2 separate regions of the Danio rerio genome follow, and region 2 is linked to region 1. The links are chromatin contacts, called in public Micro-C maps. All regions are on one chromosome and are shown on one strand. Each heading gives the region's core, a stretch centred on a gene start, on an enhancer-like site or on the middle of the called end of the contact. The rest is flanking DNA. Distances are from core to core; before and after follow the strand shown. Region 1 has its middle 25 kb from the start of mfsd12a. Region 2 holds the start of prrx1a (paired related homeobox 1a).

The links. Hi-C and Micro-C count contacts between places; a contact is called where the count stands out from the background.
Region 2: a Micro-C map of caudal fin shows a contact between it and region 1, with 4 times the contacts expected there. The contact joins the promoter of prrx1a here to the enhancer-like site in region 1. A contact is called at or near these places in 3 of 18 Hi-C or Micro-C datasets (caudal fin, embryo and fibroblasts) and 1 of 4 datasets of contacts at active chromatin or transcription factors (caudal fin).

Annotation. Positions count from the first base shown.
Region 1 is chr2:26,432,258-26,438,844 of GRCz12tu, reverse strand. No RefSeq gene overlaps it. Among named protein-coding and RNA genes, the nearest start is that of mfsd12a, 25 kb to the right of the region's middle. Within about 2 kb of position 3,509, at least 2 of the 62 cell types and tissues checked have an H3K27ac peak or open chromatin away from gene starts, as enhancers often do. A contact at or near this core is called in caudal fin, where this site is marked.
Region 2 is chr2:26,499,472-26,506,058 of GRCz12tu, reverse strand. prrx1a (paired related homeobox 1a) reads left to right here and starts at 4,094. Exons shown (of 4, transcript NM_214734.1): 1 at 4,094-4,466. The coding sequence starts at 4,220. All of the region lies in intron 4 of LOC103910044 (a long non-coding RNA gene), which reads right to left.

The sequences.
Region 1 (6,587 bases), core at 2,260-4,759:
AGGAGAAGAATGAATACATGTCGTTCTTGGAAAGCACGCTTAAGTTCATGTTGTTCCCAGGCCCTGCTGGTTAGAGGTCCAGTATGCAGAGATATCTGGAGGAGAGAACTGCCTCCCCCCATAATAACTGATGGGTCATTGACAGCTTGTTTTCTACTGGGTCTGTCACTGCCAATCACTCTCTCATGATGGAGTGGAAAAGCTGAATAAAGGGCCAATGACTGAAGGTGTATCTGTTAGTTGTTTTATTCTATTTAATCTACTCCACTGTTGAATTTATGTGGAACTGTTTTGTAGGACAGCTATGAAATTTGGCACACAGACTTGAATTTGAACCCAAATTCATACAAACATGTCTTGACCTGCCAAGATCACATAACTAATGATACACTACAGCATATAACATAACATTTACTAGTTTTAAAAAAGGCAGAAAATCAGGCGCTGCTTATGAAATTCCAACGTTTGTAAGACAAATTTTTGAACCGATAACCTTTCGTGAATGTAGAACAACATTCATGTGCAAAACCTGAGTCTTGACCTTGTCACTGGCCTTTAACCCTAAACCCAATTTATTCATAAAATCAGGAAAAGGATTTGTGAATGAGAATGTGGCACACGTTCCTATAACTCTTTGATTTATAACTGTTAAAAACTAGGGCTGCACAATATATTGTTTTAGCATTAATATTACAATTAGCGCATCCGCAATATTCAAGATATGAGTTGAGTCTAGAATATAGCTGACCAGGAGCCACAGAATTTTATTTAATTACTGTTTTTATATGGAATTTATATAATTTATGGAAAAAAAAAAATCTTTCTCAGAATTTTTGTCTTGTTTGTAGTCCAGATATCTACATTTCAAAGCGAAGACAAGATTATTTTACTAACCCCGCTGTCAGATAATTTTGCTTACTTAAAAAAAAAAATTCCTAAATTTGACTTATTTCTTCTCAAGTTAAAAAACTATTTATTTTACTTGATCTGAGAATGTTTAGATATTTGGACTAAAAACAAGACTATTCAAAGGAAGAAAAGCATTTTTGCATTGTGATTTTTTTTATTTCTGTACCTGAATACTGTTAGGCTCCCTTAACAAACCAAATTAGTCAAATATCAAATAGTGCTATTCAAACTATCTTGTGAATCTGTATTCATATCGTAATATTTATTGCAGAAAAATAAAATATCGTAATGTCAAAATTTTCAAGATCGTGCAGCTCTAGTTAAAACTCTAACTTATGATTGTTATACGCCTAAACTCAATTGGTAAATGCATCCCTGAAATCTAATTGGTTGATTGGAATGTTGTTCCAGGAGATGTTGATCCAACATGTTCCACTTGGTTAAATCATGTTAACTGTGTAGATCTATGAAATTTGATGTGACTTAGACATCACTGTATGAAGCAGTCTAGGGCTATTTTTGGCCAATGGCACAGAGTGCTAAAAAAATTTATGACGAAATATAAAAAAAACTTGCATTTCTGTCTGATAAAACAGACTTATAGAGAGGATTTGTTATGCGAAGACTTCAAAAACTTCTTTAGATATTAAATGTCTGTCTACTTCCTGGGTCTAAAACTATTCAGAGGTAAATATAACTTCAACAGTTTTATCTCTCGTCTCTTTTAAAAGGTAAAACAATTTTGTTTGTAAACTTGGCTCTTCAAAGAAATTAAATCAGAGCATGATGGCAAAAATTAGTAAAGAATTTTTGAAATTATTTGTGTCGTGAATGAAAGTGAAAATTAGGGGGCCCCTAATAGTAACTCTGGGGGTCAGCCCAAATTGACCACACAACACCAATTTGTGTGCAGCGCCACCAACTGGTTAAAAGTGATTGGCCATTTCAAAGAATTCCTAGTGATAGTATTTATGGTTTTAAACATTCATTCATTTTCTTTTCAGCTTAGTCCCTTTATTAATCTGGGGTCGACACAGCTGAATGAACCACCAACTTTTCCAGCACATGTACTGTATTACACAGCGAGTGCCCTTCCAGCTGCAACCTATCACATCTGACACATACACACTCATTCACACACATACATACAGAGAATTTAGCTTACCCAATTCACCTATACCATGTGTTTTTGACTTGTGGGGGAAACCGGAGCACCCGGAGGAAACCCATGCGAACACATGGAGAACATGCAAACTCTACACAGAAACCCCAACTGACCCAGCCGAGGCTCGAACCAGCGACCTTCTTTCTGTGAGGTGAACGTGCTACCCACTGAGCCACTTTGTTGCCCCCGTATCAAAATATTACATCATGTAATGAATTAATTAATTTATTTTCCTTAGTCCCTTTATTCAGGGGTCACCACAGCAGAATGAACAGCCAACTTATCCAGAATATGTTTTACACAGCGGATGCCCCTACATCAGGGGTGTCCAAACTCAGTCCTGGAGGGCTGGTGTCTTGCTGAGTTTAGCTCCAACTAGCTTCAACACACCTACCAGGACGTTTCAATATATATTGTGTAAGAGCTTGATTAGCTGGTTCAGATGTGTTTGGTTAGGGTTGGAGTTAAACTCTCCAGGACACCGACCCTCTAGGACTGAGTTTGGGCATCCCTGCCTTACATCATAAAATCATATATACTATTTAATTTCAAATAAGTCGATTTCCACTTCAATTTACTTCAAATCTACTTTATATTCATATATCATCTCTCAAAATCCACCACATAGTTAAACTGTCTAACAAGCTTCAAAAAGATGAAAAGACTTTGAACTTCCAAAGAGCCTTTTGAAAACGAACACTGAAAGTGTTCTTCGTGAAACTAGTACTTCAGCCACACTGATTGTCTTTGGATGTAAAAACAAACATTTATAGCCTTGGAAAAAGCAGTTTGATGGATAATAAACAGACATATTTCCAGATGATGTAAGATGTTGAAAAATGAATATAGCCATTTTTAAAAAATAGTAATAAAGCACAGAGTAAACTTGTCAATGCACAGGGGACCTATAAAAGAAATTATATTTATTGCTGATGATGTTTTATCGCTCGGCTCACCGCTCTTTCAACTTATTAAACTAACGACTAAACTTGAAGTCAGAGTTGAAACTATGAAACATTCCAATTATTTAAACTTTGAAACATTCTGTTTATTTAAACGTCAAACTATGAAACATTCTATTTATATAATGACGAGTGCATGATGTTTCTAAAGAGCCAAACAAGTAATAAAGCAGAGGTTTTATGCACCAAATGCATGATCAGAAGAAACGGCGACATTTGAAAAGCGAACAAAACAAGAAACCGCTTCCATCTGTTTAAGCTTATTGTTGTAGGCCTCTTGTTCACTTCAGGTCTACTTTATTCACTTCAGTTTTATTCTTGCTGATCATGTTTTGTTCTTTAATGATTCATTCCCCCACCCCCACACCAACAGTTTCTATTTCCTGTTGTTGTTTTCAATTAGGCTGGGAAGTCTTTAAATGTCCCTCAGCGTTTAAACCTGTCTGATCCGCTCTCCGTCATGTTTTTAATCATCTTTAATGAGTGTGCACAGTAAATGTTTAGGACCTGCTAGATGTTTGATTGCTGCCAATATGGATGTGATTGGTAATTGTGGCCTCTGGGATTCCCCCAAATAAAAACCACACCAGAGTTATTATCTCTCTGAGGGCTTCACCTCCTGGATTTTACCCTTTTCTTAACTAACATTGCTTGCCATCTGACTAAAAGGCTTGAAAAAGTGTTGGGTTTTAACAGGGGATGGAAAAAAACAGGCTCTTTCTTGTCAGCTGTGATCATGTATGATCCAGAAAATTCACAATGAACTATTACACTCACCGGCCACTTTATTAGATGTACCTTACTAGTACCGAGTTTGACCCCCGTTTGCCTTAATCCTTCGTAGCGTAGATTTAACAAAAGGAACTGAAAATATTCCTCAGAGATTTTACTCCACATTGACATCACAGCATCACACAGTTGCTGCAGATTTGTCAGCTGCACATGCATTACGTGAACCTCCTGTTCCACCACATCCCAAGGGTGCTTTATTGGATTGAGATTTGGTGACTGTGGAGGCCATTTGAGTACAGTGAACTCTTTGTCATGTTCAAGAAACCAGTCTGAGATGATTCATGCTTTATGACATGGTACGTTATACTGCTTGAAGTAGCTATCAGAAGATGGGTACACTGTGGGCATAAAGGGAAGGGTAGGCCGTGTTGTTGACACGATGCTCAATCGGTACTAATGGGCCCAAAATGTGCCAAGAAAATATCTCCCACATTATTACACCATCACCCTGAACCATTGATACAAGGCAGTATTAATCCATGTTTTCATGTTGTTGACACCAAATTCTAACCCCACCATCCGAATGTCACAGCAGAAATCAAGACTCATCTGACCAGGTAACGTTTTTCCAATCTTCTATTGTCCAATTTTGGTGAGCCTGTGCAAATTGCAGCCTTAATTTTCTGTTCTTTGCTGACAGTAGCACCCAGTGTGGCATTTGTGCCCACAGAACTGCTGTTCACTGGATGTTTTCTCTTTTTCTGACCATTCTCTGTAAACTCTAGAGATGGCTGTGCATGAAAATACTCAGACCAGGCCATCTGGCACCAACATGCAACATTGAACATGCCACGTTCAAAGTCACTTAAATCACCTGTTGCTTGGTTTGAACTGCAGCAGATCGTCTTGACCATGTCTACATGACTAAATGCATTGAGTTGCTGCCATGTGATTGGTTGATTAGAAATTTGCGTTAACAAGCAATTGGACAGCTGTACCCAATAAATTATTATTACCAATTTCTGTTATGTAAAAACCTGTAATTTCTACACATGTTAAAGCTGTTCCATGTTTAAGTCAGGAAATTCCAGCATTCCTAAAAGATAGCTCGCCCAAAACTGAAATTTCTTTCATCTTTTACTCACCCTTTTCTCATCACAAACCTGTTTGGAGTTTTATTTTTTTTTTTTTCATCTTAAGTTTTTTGTAGTTTCATCTCTACAAAAGAAAATCCTTTGAAAAGTGCTGAAAACCAGTAAACAATGACTTCCTATTTGATTTTCCTACTATGGGTGTGAGTGGTTACTGTATTCAAACATTCTTCAAAATATCTTCTTTTGTGCTCAACAGAAAAAAAGCCATAAAGGTTTCAAGTGAGTATATTTAGATTTTTGGCTGAACTATCCCTTTACACAGGCAGTTCTGGCACCTCCATCTGGCCACTTTAAGTTTCATGGGCATTACAGTTTCTCAAAATGTACTCATTGGCCACTTTATTAGGTACATCAATTAAATTGCCTTATTCATTCATTCATTTTCTTTTCAGCTTTGTCCCTCTATTAATCTGGGGTCACCACAGCCGAACGAACTTATCCAGCATGTTTTATCCAGCAGCGATGCCCTTCCAGCCGCAACCCATCACTGGGAAACATACATGCACACTCATTTACACACACACACTCATACACTAAGGACAATTTTAGCATGCCCAATTCACCTATACCACATGTCATGGTGGAAACCTGAGCACCTGGAGAAAACCCATGCAAGCACGGGGGAAACATGCTAACTTCATACAGAAATGCCAACTGACCCAGCCGAGGCTCGAACCAGTGCGCTTTTTGCTGTGAAGCGAACGTGGTAACCACTGTGCCACCACATCGCCCAGTTATGTTGCTTTTTAAAGCAAATATCTAATCAACCAATGACATGGCAGCATTTAAGCATGATGTAGTCATGGTGATCTGCTGAAGCATCAAAATGAAAAAGAAATGTGACTGAAGAGACACAGGGTGCTTCTCAATTATTATTCTTGCATTCTCGTTCCCTTTATATTATTTTAAACTACAGTTCACGCCATTAACAAAAAATTAACTAAGACTTTTACCTCAATAAACTACTAATTAGATGCGTATTAATAGTTATTAAGTTAGAAGTTGGGTTTAGGTATTGGATAGGATTAGGGATGTAAACAAGATCATACTTTATAAGTGCTAATAAACAGTTAATATCTTAATAATAGACAAGTAATAAGCCAGTAGAAAATACTCTAAATTATTACTTTAACTAAAGTGTAACCGATATTATAATTTCAATTTCAAAGGAGGAAACAGGCAGATCACAATACAGGCACATGCACAGACACCAGTTTCCTTTTTATGGAAAAGCAAAGAGATTCATTTTATTTAAATAATTATTAGTAATGTACCTTTAACAGACTACATTAAACTTCAAGCGTTTTCAAGCATTTCCAGAACCCATGAGAATCGGTGGACTGTGTCATAATAAAAGCTCTGCTGCTTTTGTGCCATGTCGCGCTCGTCTCTAATCAGCAAAGGGATACATGCACAGCAAGGGTTTCTCAGACACTGACAATTTTAGGTTTGTGGTGATTTTAAATTTATAAGACCCCTTTTACAGCATCGATGTTGTAATGCATGTAAAACATTTTAGTTGTTCAGGCATAAAATGAGATAAGAAAAGTCATAAGAAGCAGCAGGCGAGCTCTGAAAGTCCATTGAAAATACTAGGGTAAAATAAATTTCCACATTTTAAAGACATGGAGCAGAACAATAGAATTTCATGCAGTTTGATCCGAG
Region 2 (6,587 bases), core at 2,845-5,344, 67 kb before region 1:
CATACTTGAAATATGATTATTCATAAAACTCAAAAACTTTTGAGGCAACTTCAAGACAGGTGCGTTACTTATTTGCTCTTTTTAAAAGGGTTGATCATAATTATTTAATTATTTTATTTTAATTTAAAAAATTAAGCGTGAGATATTTGCTTGCTACCGCAGTATTTCATCTTCATAGAGAAGCACTCTACAAGATCTGCTTTTAATTTAGCCGCTTTCTCTCCAGACAGCTTGGAAAAAAAGTGTAACATGAGACGTAAAAAGACTGTGAGATAAATACAGCGCAGTATTTATTTATAACGCCGCTGGCCACGCATTAGTTATAGATTGTAGCTTTTGACACAGTATGTAAACGAAATTAGTTAAAATAATTGGATTACAATAAATCATTAATAACTACTGGACAAGTTTCATCGCGCGCTGAAAGGGAAAGTTACATCTTTATTACGTGCATTTGGAGGAGACTTAAAGTCAAGACAGCTGGACAATGTAAACTGCGAGACATTTGTAAAATGTAATTGCGGATTAAAAGTGCTTTGAATTTAGTTTTAGACATGTTTTAAATTAGAAAACCTAAAAAGTAAAAGTATTTTTTACATTTCTAAGAATATAGGCCTAGGGCAAAAATGTTAATTAAATAACCTTATATTATTTTTTATTAGGCTCCTAAATTTATACACTTGTTTTGTTTAATGTTATGCATTTCTCCAAATATATTGTGCATCTATATAAAAGCATGTTATGAGTAACGGGATATAAGACCGCCTTTTTTGTAATGCACACTAGGCCTATTAGATATTACAATGATTATTATAAACAGTTCTGGAACGTTTTACATCAGGATCCTTGTAAGATCATAATTATTATCCTGATAAGCGCCTATTGATTTGGATGAACGTGGATTGATCAATTTAACAAATAATCTGCGCAGAACTGCTACAAAACGGGTTTCATTTTATGATAGCCTATCGTGCTCTGTGTTGCTGACAAACCACATCACTGAGCGAGAAAAAAACTACAGAAAAAATATAAAAATGCAATTTAGCTAAATAACATGAATTAATAGCCTAGACTATAACCTGCCAAATTTTTTAGGCCAACCTAAATGTAGGCTATGGGCCATGGCCTGTGATTGATCGAAAAGTCTAAACTGATTAAAGAATACTCATATAGATATATATGATAGTCTATTATAATAGATTAGAATACAATAATATTCATATGTTTATATTGCAATGTTTATTTTCCTGACTGTAACGTTCGTGAAATGTAGTTCTAAAATCCTGAGGTAACAAATGTAACAATAAGCAAATCAGTAGGCTATTTACGACTTAGGCTACATTGTTATATGTGTCTGTTGTCATTTTTAAAATATCGTTAAATGAGATATCAATGTTTCGATCAGAGTTTCAAAGTTTTCACTTCATTCAGCTTTTCAGCTGTAGGCCTAGCCTATATTTTACAATTAGGCAAGGAAAAAGTATGACGGATTGCCACAAACCTAATGGCAAGATACAAAATATAGCCTATTGAAGTGAACAAAAATAGTCTGTTTTATAGCTAGTTGGATCTTCACTGATATTAGCATTACCACACGACCAATATTTCTTTTGCCTCCTAATAATGCACTGCAAGTACGGCTCATTAAAAACAACCGCTGTGATATTTTATCATACGCCAACAAATAGGCTTCTCTTTAACTTTTCCAATGCTGATTATTTTACTTTATTCAGTCTATATTACAATTTTTTTTTATTGCCTACATTTCGGTAAAATATAGAGCTTGCTCGACGATGACGTTTTATTAACCTACTGTAATTTTGTTTTAGGGCAGAAATGTACTGCTTTATCTGTATTCACAGATATAGCCTTAAGTCCAGCACATAAAGAAAATCATGTAATGGAGGCTGATTAAAAACGTTTCTTGTAGCCTATACAGGCCTAGTTTTGTTTCCTTGCGTTCAAAAAAGGCAAAAACCCTCATTCTTCACAACGACTCGAGGTTTCGATATGTGGCAGATTTAAGGGCAGAGTATAACAATAATAATAAAAGCAAAGTCTCGCGCTGGCACCAGGCAGCGAGCTGGGCTTCGAGGGAGAAATGGGATCTTGGGGGAAACTAATGATGAAGAAAGATCTCCTCAATCCAAGCTCCTTAATTAAATGCACGGAAAGAAGGAGAGAGGCTCTGCACATCTGGATTCAATCTGCGCCCCTTTGATGGCATCAAGTGTTCTTTTCCCAGACCTCGGAGGCTGACAGAGGCACACAGGCAGCCTGGAGCCTGAACTCATGTCATTGCGACACATGCGGAGCTCGATCCCCTCCTGTCGTGAGGCTCTTTAAAAGCGCACGCACGCAATGCTCTGTAAACCCACTGAAAAAGAACAACATTTTAGTGTCACATCACGAGCTGACACCAGTGCTGAACGCACGATACTCATGAGAGCTACGCCAGCGTTTATGACTTTGATCATTTTAAGGGTTCGTGTTACTTAGGATCACTTGAGCTTAACAAGGCCGTTATTTCTTGATTCAAACTTTTCTCCACCACACCATGATTTAGTGAAGTTGAAGAATGCTGCTTGGAAACACAAAATGCATGTTCAGTTAAACCCACCCAGCAAACAATTTTGTGTTTAATAGATGTCTAATGGACATCTAAACGTACACAGCCTGGCTAAAACAAGGCTAAACTTGTGTCAGTGAAAACCTAATTGGAATAGCCGAAATAGTGGTCAATTAGACGGATTAAACAGACTTTTTATGTGTAGTCATTCATTTCTGTTATAGTCTTTTGGTCTATTATTACGTTTAGATAGATTTTCACTGACAACCCAAATTTAGTCTTGTTTTAGCCAAGACGACTTTGTTTAGACATCTATTAGACATCTTTTTAAAACAAAAAATGCTTGGCCAACTGTTGAACGTAACTAGATTTACTGACAAATAATGTTCCAGATATACTGCTAGACTAAAATGAGTCAAAATAATAATAATAATAATAATAATAGCATGAATGAATTCAAGAATTCCGATTAAGCCATTTAAGTATGTACTAGCAATTAAATTGAGAAATAAATAAAATAAGCTTATATTGCAAAGGAAATCAGTTAGCCTACTTAAAATGATCCAATGTTTATCACGTTCAAAATGGATTACGTCATTCACCCATTTAATACTTGGTAGGCCTACTGGTTTTATTCTCATGTTACAACAAAACACAGCGTGAGTATAGTGGAAGAATTTTGAATGTTAATTTGACCTCTAAAACTGATTATATTCAAAGAAACAACAACAAAATTAGGCCTACATATAATAAAAAATGTTCTATATTTTTAAAATTCATTTTTAAACAAGAAAACAGCTGTGAAAAAATTATAGTAAAATTCTCAAATATTTTATGATCATTTTCCGAAAATTGCCTTCTTAAAATGTTTATTTCACTTGTTGGGTGAAAGATGACAACAATAATGCCTATAAAACAATAATTCTACACAGGATATAGCCTGCTAAACAAATTCTAAAATACGTTAATCATATTTGCAGTTGTATTTAAGACAGTTTATGCATGAAACGCATTTTCAATGCATTTCTAAAATTCTGTAATTATTTATATCACGTCATTATTAGACTCCGTATTTCAGTGGAGGTGGAAAAAATAGACGTTAAACGTTTAAACACAGACAAAAACATCGCCACGTAATTAGGACTTCTTGTATGTGTATCATCCTTCCCCAGGGCTTTAAATTTTCGTGTATTTGGCTCTCAGGCTCCCCCCTCAGCGCCAGTGTGCGCCGTTTGAAGTACCGGAGAAAGAAGCTGAGAGAAGCTCGTCCGGCCTCCTACCATTGGGCGTAAATCCTTCATCTGTGCCATCAAACCTTCCTCGCCAGTTTACTCATTCCCTCACTCTGGGAATGAGAGGGGAAAGTCTCTGCTGCAGAGTTAAGAGTGGAGTCATCGGCAAAACTTTGGAAACTTTGGAGCTCTTGAACTGGAGATGTTTGTTCTGTGATGCAGTTTCCCATGAAGACGCGCGATTGTCAAATAAAAGAGAGCTAGCAAATACGCCTTTTTTGGATTCACAAGACGCCGATCTACGGATGTAAAAACAGAAATCGATAAATTTGTCGAGTATAGAGTGGTTGTTTATGGTCGAAACGTAACCCATGTTGGTTGTAGGTAGAGGATATCTTGGGTTTCGTCAATTTGCGTCATGACTTCCAGCTATGCTCATGTAATGGACAGACAAGCCACACTACCAAACCGACTGGAGACTGCGATCACCGCGAATCAGGATCATTTACAGGCTAAAAAGAACTTCTCCGTGAGCCACCTGTTGGATCTGGAGGAGGCGCGGGAGATGGTGGGAGCTCAAGCGGAGGAAAGCGCAGGGGAGGCGGGCAGGAGTATGCTGGAGTCTCCGGGACTCACCAGCGGGAGCGACACTACACAGCAGGAGAGTAAGTGCTGGAGAACAAAATACGAGCCTTAAAAAAAAAAAAGGAGAATCTGGATTATAGTCAATGGGCTTTCCAAATTATATATTTTTTCATAGCAAAGGAAGATTTAAACTTCAAAAGTCACACAGGGGAAAAATGGAAAAGTGTAGCCACTTCTTAAATTACGCAGGCAATTTAGGATCTCCTAAAAAAGGAAATATATTTACAAATAATTTGTACATGCTAATATACATTGATTGTTATCTATTGTTGATAGCACATGCAGTAATAGATGTGATTATCACATTAGCAAATGCATGACAATGACATGCACCAATATGAGGGTCATTTTTTTGACATGCACTATTCTGTAGGGACACAGTGAGAATGAAAACACATTCTTCTTCGTTTACCCTATATGCGTTTGTTTACCAATTTACTTTAATTAATGGAAGTGTTTCAAAATGTTATAGACTATTCCAACGGTATACACGTTTAAAAATAGGCCGTTTAAAAATAAGCCAACGTAAAATGTAGCAAATATATTCTTCGATATCCAAGCTTGTTAAAATAAAATATCTTTATCTATTAAATAAAATTAAAAGTATATTACTTTTGCAGACTTCTAGTAGGCCTACTAGTCTAATGCATGTACGGAAGTCGAGAGAGTCTGTTAAATTTCAGTAGGCCAATTTCTATTTATTTAATATTTACTTCTCAGTATAGAAAACAATAAAACATCTGCAAAATGCATAATAGTAAAAACATTTGAATGCTCAAAAATGCAATGGATGCATCAGCTATCTTTCTGAATGTGATTCGAAAAAATAGTTCAACTACGTTTTAAAAGATATATTACTTAAAAAACTATAATTTACTATCGTACTAAAGTTACTATCGTATTACTCTATTTAAAACTTTATGGAAATTGCTGTAAACAAGTGATCATGCAACCATGAATCAAACCAAATAGTCTTGTTTATTTGACTAAAACTATGTTGATTTGAATTTTTAAAAAGCTCACTTTTAAGGTATTTTTTCGTCAACCGAAATACTAATTAAAACGAAATTAATTTTAAGGGGCCTAGCCTAAATAATAACAGCGTGTTTTCCGTCGGACTAAATAGTACAACTAGGCCTTCAGCAACACGATTTTAAGCATCGTGCGAATGCATTTAGGCCTCTGTGTTTCATTAATATGTTTATTCATGTTGCCTAGTTATTTTGTTAAATAATTTAGCCAACATTTTAGACAGGACTGCTGAAGTGTTGCATTCAAAATATGAATGAGAGAAACCATATAGCCGAACTGAAGATCACCTTATAGACCTATAAGCGCATAGGCTATCAGTTGGCAAAAGACGATAAAGTTTAAATGTTTTTTGCTGTCAAATGTAGACCTGTTCAAGCTCTAGGCCTGCAGTACTGATAACCTCTGCTTTCAACTTCTCGACTTTACGGCCTTGGAGAAATTGGGGCGAATCAATTCGTCACTGTGGTGTTTTCTCTCTACTTCTCTCCGGGAGGTTTTATGGGGCGATTTAAGAACTGATTGATGCATCCAGAAAGTAGCAAGTCTACAACGATTTGCATTTTTCCTACACCAAAAAAAAAAAGGCCTAGATATTATAATTAGCATTTACCTCTAAATCAGCCACAAACTATAGAAAGAAAAAGTAGGATAAAGAAGCAAAAGTACAGAAGACAATTTATATAAGAGACTGTTAAACTTTTTTTCAGGCAATTTAACAAAATCTGTATATTAAAAATAACTGTATAATTTCGTCCTTTTATGTTCCATTTCTTTTGGTGCAATTTAATTTATGCAAGAGAAAAATAAGACTGGAGAACCTAAAATATTTACACATTAATAATTTATTGTTCTGTAGTCTACATGTAAAAAAATCTTTAAAATTAAATCTGTTTTGCAGACCAAAGCAGCAAACATCATAAACACGAAGTTAAAATCTCTCTAAAATTCTGTATAAAAATCATGAAACATCATGACAGAACATAGATAATTACTTATAATTATAATTGTGTTGATATGCTTATAAATGATTATGGCCTGACCATAACTAGATTAGAAAATGATAGTATGCATAATTAGCTAAGCTGTTTTGTGTGTTGTTTAATTTTTCC